2 separate regions of the Mus musculus genome follow, and region 1 is linked to region 2. A link is a contact called in public Hi-C data. All regions are on one chromosome and are shown on one strand. Each heading gives the region's core, a stretch centred on a gene start, on an enhancer-like site or on the middle of the called end of the contact. The rest is flanking DNA. Distances are from core to core; before and after follow the strand shown.

Region 1 (3,999 bases), core at 19-2,518, 75 kb after region 2:
GCAGAAGTGCACTGGGTGAGGTCGGTCCTGAAGGTCACCTCATTGATATTGGAACCTGGAGTTTTGACAAGAGTCCTATTAGAAATACCATTTTACAAGTCACTTGCTTCCTGCCTGTGTCTTGGTGAGCTTTGGGCTCAAGCTCTGTGCTAAATCTTTCGGCTTTGATTCCTTCAGCATTATCTTAAGAGTTCCTGGCTGAGGAGAGGCTGTTGAGTCTGAATTGCTAACGTGCTCTGCCGAGTTCCATCCACCCTGTGATTTGACTGACAACAGTGTTAGCCTAGTCCACTGGGGTCTGGAGAATTGCAACTGCTCAGTCAAGAGTGTTTTCTGAGCTGGAATTGAAATGCAGGGCCCTTTAGCTTCTAGTGTGACAACAATGTTCCGGCAATTGACTTTCACTCTTCAGTCTCCAATAGGGGGGAAATTATGAAATAAAATGGGATGGTGGTGGTGGTGGTGGGGAAGAGGGCCAAGCATCCTCGTCAAGATTCAAACCCATAAAAATGAGTAACTGTAATTAACCATATACAGTCTCTCTTCCCTATTACATGTGCATTTAACTGGGTCACTCTGCTTCACACAGCAGGTTAGCAGATGGTAGATATGACCCGAGATCCTTTTGCAACACATGTCCAAAATCAGTTCCAGTTATGAGGACTGTGTGTGTATATGGGAAGGTAATTGGCAAACAACCCCAGCCCCAGGGGGATTAGATGTGAAGACACCTACCTCTGTGGGTATTGGAGAGGCTGTTCTTTGTATCAGCCTGTCACAGTGAATGAGAGGGAGGGAGCAGTCTCTCAAGTATGTGTCCAATAGGTTTTTGTACTTGAGATGATTCCGGAAGTGTGGGTTTTCCTACTGTAGATACTATTCTTTGATTGCAGTTTGTGTGTTTTTCTTTCTTTCTCAGGGAGGTTCTTTATTCTTTCTCTCTCTAGTCCCTTCTGCCTCCTTTTCATACATTTCATATATTGATAAGCATGGCTGTGTTCTGTAAAAAAAAAAAAAAAAACAAACCAAACCAAAAAAAACCAACCAAATTGGTTTTATACACTCTACCCACTCTGATCTCCCTCCATCTCTGGGTTTCAAATAAAAGACCTCTCCTGGTAGGCAAATGCTCTACCGCGATCTGATCCGCAGACCACTCTGGAGTCTTTCTTTTGAAACACAAATTTCATCTGAGTGCTGTAGCTTAAAGCCCTCCACTGACTTCCTGTCTCCCGCATTGTCAGAATGAAAGCCTTGCTAGGAGGAGGTCGTGTGTGACTTGGCACCTGTCTCTCCTTCTGACCTCAGCTGGGACCAACTGCAGAGGCCACTTGATGCAGCCACAGTGGCCTTTTGGCATACCAGAGATGTGGCGCCTGTACAGGCTGAGAGTATCTTTGTCTGCTGGCCTCTTGCAAAAGCCTTTCCCTCATGAACTATATGCTGACCTCTTCTCAAGAGACCTCCCCACAGCACACTCATGAACACTATCCAAATTCAATGCTGTCACTACTCCCTACCCCCCCCCCACACCCAGTTACTCTAAATTGTTACTCATTTTATTTACTGTTTCATAGCACTTGTCATTTAAAAATATCTTAAGAGGATCTTATGTTTATAAAACACCCCCAATCCATGACAACAGAGGGATCCTCCTCAGAGCTGTGCTGGGTATCTAGCAGGCTGCACACTTTCAGACTCAGTGGCCCTCTACCTGCCTTCTTCACTTGGCAAGATGGCTAAGGGATATTTTTCTGAATATTTCAAATTCTTGCTTTGGTTATATTCTAAGAGCTTTTGATTTTTGTTTTCCTGTGTTAATGTGTGTGTGGTGTGTATTTGAGTTCTAAAATATAGCAATAACAAAAATATAGCTCACATTTTGAAATTGGACTTAATTACTTTATCTTAGAGGCACTTGTATGTACTGAAAAAGACTTGAAAGTGTCAACATACGATACTGACAATAGTTTAGTTATAAATTATGTTGAACATACACTGTTTACATATGATATATAACCCTGTGTTATAAAGAGGTATCAATTATACATAATCCTATTTTAATGATGCAGAGTATAAATGTAGGTATATTCGTGCCATTTGGCAAAAATGTTGTCTAGAACTAGGGTGACTCTACTTTGCCATACAAATGAATATATTGATTCCAATTAGCTGAGGTGATATGCATATGTGTGGTTAGAAGACAAAGAGCTTTGCATTTTCTATCCACACCAGTTAAAAAATAACTTTTTAAAATCTGTTTTGAGTATAGAAAGACACTCCAATTGTTTGTAGAGCAGGAGAGGTTTACTGTATTAATTTTTGAGGTAAGTGTGGGTCTATGTAGGTGAGGGTATAAAAGCTGAGTTGTGTGCATGCATATGTGTGTGTATGTGTGCGCTTTGAAATAATCTTGTGTGAGAGTGGTTAGGGGCACTATTGCTGTAATAAAACACCATGACCAAAAGCATCTTGAGGAGGAAAGGGTTTATTTGGCTTACACTTCCACATCACAGTCCATCCCTGAGGAAGTCAGAGCAGTGAGATGGAGGCAGGAGCTGATGCAGAGGCCATGGAGAGGTGCTGCTTACTGGCTTGCTTGGCCTGCATTCATATAGAACCCAGGGCCAAGATCTCACTGGTGGCACCACCCACAATGGGCTGAGCCCTTCCCCATCAATCACTAATTGGAAAAAGAATGCTCTATGGGCTTGCCTATGATACAATCTTAGGGAGGCATTTTATTAATTGAGGATCCTGCCTCTCCGATGAGAGGATCTCAAGTAGTCATCAAATTAACCAGCATGTGTGTTGTGTGCATGTTTGTTTGTATATTTGTGTGTGTGTACGATGTACATGGCCAGAGTCTGAAGTCTGTCGTCTTCCTCAATTGAGCCCCACCTACTGTATCGAGACAGAGCTCTTACTTGAACCCAGAGCTTGCTGGACTGATTAGACTGGCTATCCAGCTTGAGCTCCCACGTCTCCTCTTTTCGGGTGTTGGCATTCCGGATGGGCTGCCATGCTTGCCTGGCATTTACAGGGTGCTGGGAACCCAAACTGATCCTCACACTTGCATGCTAATCACTTTCTTCACAGAGCCCTCTGCTGGGGCCCACACTTTTATTTTGTATTTTCTGAGATGATTTATGTAGCTCAAACTCATAATCCTTCTGTCTCCTCCTGTATAGGGCTGTCACTCATCAGTGAGGTATTTCCTTTTATTTTTATGTATGTTTAGCCAGAGTCTCACTATGTAACTATAGATGGCCTGGAACTCACTATACATATAGGGCTGACCTTGAATTTACAAAGATCTCCATTCCTCTGCCTCCACACAAATGCTGGGATCAAAAGTGTGGGTCACCACATGCTACCCAGATTTTAGATGTTTGAGACAGAGTCTCTCAGCCAGGAGGATTTGCAGCTCTGTGTGGAATGGCCTTGAGTTAGAATCCTCAGGTTTTTGCTTCCCTAGTGACAGGTATTCCCCATTATGCCTAACTTGGAATTCTTTGTGTTTGTAAGAACTGTGGGTTATTTGCTATGTCCATATTTCTTACATCAAGATGCACACATTATCTAACCTACAAGATGAGAAGAGACAGGGAGAAATGAAATGCCCACCAGTGTTAAAGCCAGAGGAGGAAAGTCCAAGTGCTAAGATGCTGCTTTGTGGCCTCTTTTCAATGTTTGGAGCAATTTATTTGTTTTTGGAACACAGTTTTAGATAATTTGGCTCTCAGTTTCTAACCATGGTGATAAGTTGGAAGTACATAGAGAGCTTAAAGTTTGTACAAATTATCACCAGCCCGATAGTTTGGAAGAAATAGAAAAAACCTTTATAATGCAGGTAAAGGAAAAATTGAGATGGGACGGACACTTGGACTAAGGAAGAAATGAAGGCATTGATAGTATTGTGTTTAGTGATTTATTGTGATAGTCCTGGGTGCTGGAGATTGAACCCAGGTCCTCTGCAAGAAGACTTGTGCTTACTGT
Region 2 (4,044 bases), core at 1,115-3,614:
AAATGGAAGTGATCCAAAGAGTTTTCTGGAACATGCCTCCTTTTTCATCTCTCCACCAACCACAGTAGTAAAATGGTCCAATAAGTTCAAGCTATCCACTTGGCCCAAGCCAGACCAGTGATGCCACACCACAGCCTCTGCTGGTTTTAGAGCCAGGGCTCATTTGCTTTATCAGGTGACTCTCCAGGGGCTTTGGATCTGTGGACTTGGAGAAGGAGCATTTAAAATGAGGCTTCCTTGGTCTTAACTCTGAAATCCTCAAAATTACTGAGAGCCTGGCTTGCATCATGTGCCAATTCTATTATCCACACACTCAGGGGTAGACAGGAGAATTGTCCCAAGTTCAAGACCAGCCTAGGCTAATTATCAAGCTTCTGCCTTAGAAGCCAAAACAAACCAACCAACAAACAAACCAGAATTGATTGAGAAAAAAGGGAAGGCTTCTGGTAGTAGCTAAATCGGCAGAAGGTTGAGGAAAGGAATCCTAAGGAGAATTCCAGAACAAGTTGCTAGAAGAACATGCATCTTTCCCAGTTTCCCTATTGAAACCCTTGGGGTAGAGACTGATTCTGACTCCAATTTCTGATTCAGAATCAGTTTAAGAAATGTGTGCTCCTCCAAGGAGCTGAAGGGGTCTGCAACCCTATAGGTGAAACAACAATATGAATTAACCAGTTACCCCCCCACCCCCCACCCCAGAGCTCATATCTCTAGCTGCATATGTAGCAGAAGATGGCCTAGTCTGAGTTCGAGACCAGCCTGGTCTACAAAGTGAGTTCCAGGACAGCCAGGGCTATACAGAGAAACCCTGTCTCGAAAAACCAAAAAAAAAAAAAAAAGAAAGAAAGAAAGAAAGAAAGAGAGAGAGAGAGAGAGAGAGAGAGAGAGAGAAAGAAAGAAAGAAAGAAAGAAAGAAAGAAAAGAAAAGAAAAGAAGAGAAAAGGAAAAAAGAAAATAGGAAATGTGTACTCCTTTGGTGTTCTTGTGGGAATCCTAACAGTGGGGACGACTTGTGGGACCCTTTTCTCCCTATGGGTTCCCTGCTCCTGTCTTGATGTGATGGTTTGTGCTTGGTCTTATTGTAGCTTGTTATACCACGTTTGGTGGATGTTCCTGGGAAGCCTGCTTTTTTTTTTTTTTCTGAGGAGAGACTGACAGGGGTAGGGGAATAGGGGAATAGATGGGGGAGAGGGGAGTTGGAGAGGGGAGGGGAAAGCTGTTGTCTATATGTAATATATTAGAGAATAATAAAAGAAAAAAGAAGAAGAAAGAAAGAAATGTGTGTTCTAGTGTCTTGGAAAGGAATGCAGGGATATTCTTGGGTATAGAGCAAGCCTCCTTGATAACGGCCCACTGGTTTCCCCCACTTCTTTTGAAACATTCCTTATTATAGCTGAATTAGATCCACGTGTGGCTTTGTTCTAGTTAACAAAATCAGAGTTATCATTTGTTTAAATGGCTGTAAGCATATGTGGACATTTGCTTATTCTTAACACAGGATGTGATTATGAAGCTGGTGGTTTACCCAGTGACTTTTGACGTTTTTCTGCTTTCTGCTCTGCCTTTTGGAGAGCACAAGCGAAGGGTGAGGAAACTTCAGGCCTTCACGCTGCCGCAGCTTTATGGCCTCAGCCTAACAGGTTAAATGGAAACGACCTGATGCTGCTCTGCCTACACCATATACCTACCCTGCTACCACTGAGCCTCACCTGGAATGGAATCAGTTTTAAATACACCTGGAAGAGATACACTCGTCTTTTCATTCATAGCCCATCGAACCATCTAGCTTGCATCCAACCACCTGGAACTTTAGGGCTGAGGTGCGGTTAGGTCAGGGTAGATGGAGGACATTAAACGATATATATATATATCAGTCAGTCCGACTGACCCAAGGTGTAAATAGAAAAGGAATGAAAAGCCGTCTACAGCAGGTTCTCCACCCTATCTTAACATTTATACAAGTCTAAGCCACCAAGAAGGGGACAGCATCATTTTGTTTCAAGTTGAGAATCATGCAAAGGAGGAGCAAATAGCAAAATCATTTTCTGCTGCAAGAGTTGACTGTAACCTCCATCTAAAAGAATCTACGGGCATTTGGTCCTCCAAACAGCAGAGCATAAATGTTAACGTCACTAGGTAAACCATAGATTTTACGCAGCTTTCCTGAGACATAGGGGGTTTCCAAAAGTGCAGGGTACCCAGATAAATCCACAAAAGTTTTAAATGCAGAGACAGGCATATACAGCAACAAGTCTCTTGAGTCACCTGAATGGTGTCCGCAGTTCCTTTCTTCTGGCCCAGCGAACTAGCCGACTTGTAGAGGACCCAGTCTGTAACCTAGCTGAAAGAAAAGCTCAGAACCTATGCTACCCGCCAGGAATCGTTGGCGCCTGCGCAGTAGGATCAAAGAGCTGGGCTGCGCTCGGTCCCGCCCCTCTGGCAGTTCAAGGCTCCCGGCTCCAACTGGAACCTGGCGTTGACCGCCTGGTTGCGACTCTCCTGGCCGCTGAGTTTAGCTGCGGGCTCCCTGCACCGGGTCGGTTCAGATGTACCACGAGCAGAGCCTGAGAAAGGATTATAAAAAAGAAATGCACTGTGGAATCTGCTAAAGTCAGACTGACTCCTTGGTTTAGAGGAGCGTTGGGTTCTTTGTATAAGTAGGCATATGAAGAGAGCAGTTAGCGGCTGGGGGATGTAGCTCAGTGGTAGAGCGCGCGCTTCGCATGTGTGAGGTCCCGGGTTCAATCCCCGGCATCTCCAAGCAGCCGGAATTCTGTTTTTCATTCTTTCTCAAAGAAAAGATTTTCACTTGTACATTTTGCCCACCACTACAACATCGAAAACCGAAAACAAAAAGGCCGTGAAAAATCTGCAGTGTGGAAAACTCACTCTAGTGATTGCTGGGAAAACAAGTGAAACGAAATGCTAGGAAGAAAAATTCGTAGTTTCTTTCTTCATTAATGTTAATATTTTAGAAAAACAAGATTTGAAACAAAAAGGCAAGTGCATTGGCCGGGAATCGAACCCGGGCCTCCCGCGTGGCAGGCGAGAATTCTACCACTGAACCACCAATGCAAGCACATATTATGGTGTTCTGTTATACTATACTAGGATATATTTACACATGAGTAATTCTTGTGTCAATTCTGTTTTTATATATATATTTAAAAATTAGGAAAAGAAACAGAATTCTTTTGTTTTTCTCCTTAAGTTTTTAAATCTCACTTACATACATTGTATTTGAAGATAGTTCCACTGATCACAGAATCTTAGGGCAGAAAACGTTTCTACATGTATCATTGAGCATGTCACAGAGTTTTAAATTCAACGATCGTTAAATATTGGCAAAATATTAACATTTTAAAATTCTTACTATTCTAACTTTTGTTAAACTGTATGAGGGTTTTGGGGTGGGAGTTTGTGTTTACTTGGTTTTGTTCTTGGCAAAGAATGCAAGTGTATGAAGATTTACTCTATATACAACTTTATGATCTCCAGCCTATTTTCAAATACTTTGATCTCATTTATATGTGTGTATAATATATATATATATATTAATATATATGTATGTAATAATATATGTATATATATTATACTATATATATGTGGATATAATATATATTATATGTGGATATAATATATAATGGAGATATATATCCTATTTTGATTTTGTTTTGTTTTTCGAGACAGAGTTTCTCTGTGCAGTCCTGGAACACTGTAGACCAGGCTGGCCTGGAACTCGGAAATCTGCCTGCCTCTGCATGCACCAACACTGCCTTTTTTCCAGACAGGGTTTCTCTGTGTAGCCCTGGCTGTCCTGGAACTCACTCTGTAGTCCAGGCTGGTCTTGAACTCAGAAATCCACCTGCCTCTGCCTCCCAAGTGCTGGGATTAAAGGCATGTGCCACAGCACCCAGCTTGGCCAATTATTTTAAACAGTCAGAAAAACGGAAATATTTTTAGGGATTGGAAATAGAAATGAGAATGAGGAATTAGAAACTTTGACACAACTTAAGTTATTAGGAGAAAACTGAACTGTCCTAC

Evidence for each region. A called contact is a pair of places that touch in the nucleus more often than the background predicts.
Region 1: a contact with region 2 is called in a Hi-C map of liver, with 1.8 times the contacts expected there. The contact joins the enhancer-like site here to the promoter of BB557941 in region 2. A contact is called at or near these places in 5 of 39 promoter capture datasets (the C10 cell line, the HPC-7 cell line, liver and 2 more), 15 of 484 Hi-C or Micro-C datasets (CD4 T cells, ECoMG myeloid progenitors, the G1E-ER4 cell line and 12 more), 11 of 115 datasets of contacts at active chromatin or transcription factors (CD8 T cells, the SCID.adh cell line, astrocytes and 4 more) and 2 of 9 other capture datasets (adipose tissue and pancreatic islet).

The regions. Positions count from the first base shown.
Region 1 is chr2:57,255,368-57,259,366 of GRCm38.p6, forward strand. All of the region lies in intron 1 of Gpd2 (glycerol phosphate dehydrogenase 2, mitochondrial), which reads left to right. Among named protein-coding and RNA genes, the nearest start is that of Gpd2, 19 kb to the left of the region's middle. Within about 2 kb of position 1,269, at least 57 of the 459 cell types and tissues checked have an H3K27ac peak or open chromatin away from gene starts, as enhancers often do. A contact at or near this core is called in CD8 T cells, the SCID.adh cell line, Th2 cells and 6 more, where this site is marked.
Region 2 is chr2:57,179,390-57,183,433 of GRCm38.p6, forward strand. BB557941 (expressed sequence BB557941) reads right to left here and starts at 2,365. Exons shown (of 3, transcript NR_040356.1): 1 at 2,266-2,365. 4930555B11Rik (RIKEN cDNA 4930555B11 gene) reads left to right here and starts at 2,442. Exons shown (of 4, transcript NR_040633.1): 1 at 2,442-2,536. It overlaps n-TAcgc8 (a tRNA gene), which reads left to right and starts at 2,689; the gene lies at 2,689-2,760. It overlaps n-TGgcc8 (a tRNA gene), which reads right to left and starts at 3,075; the gene lies at 3,005-3,075.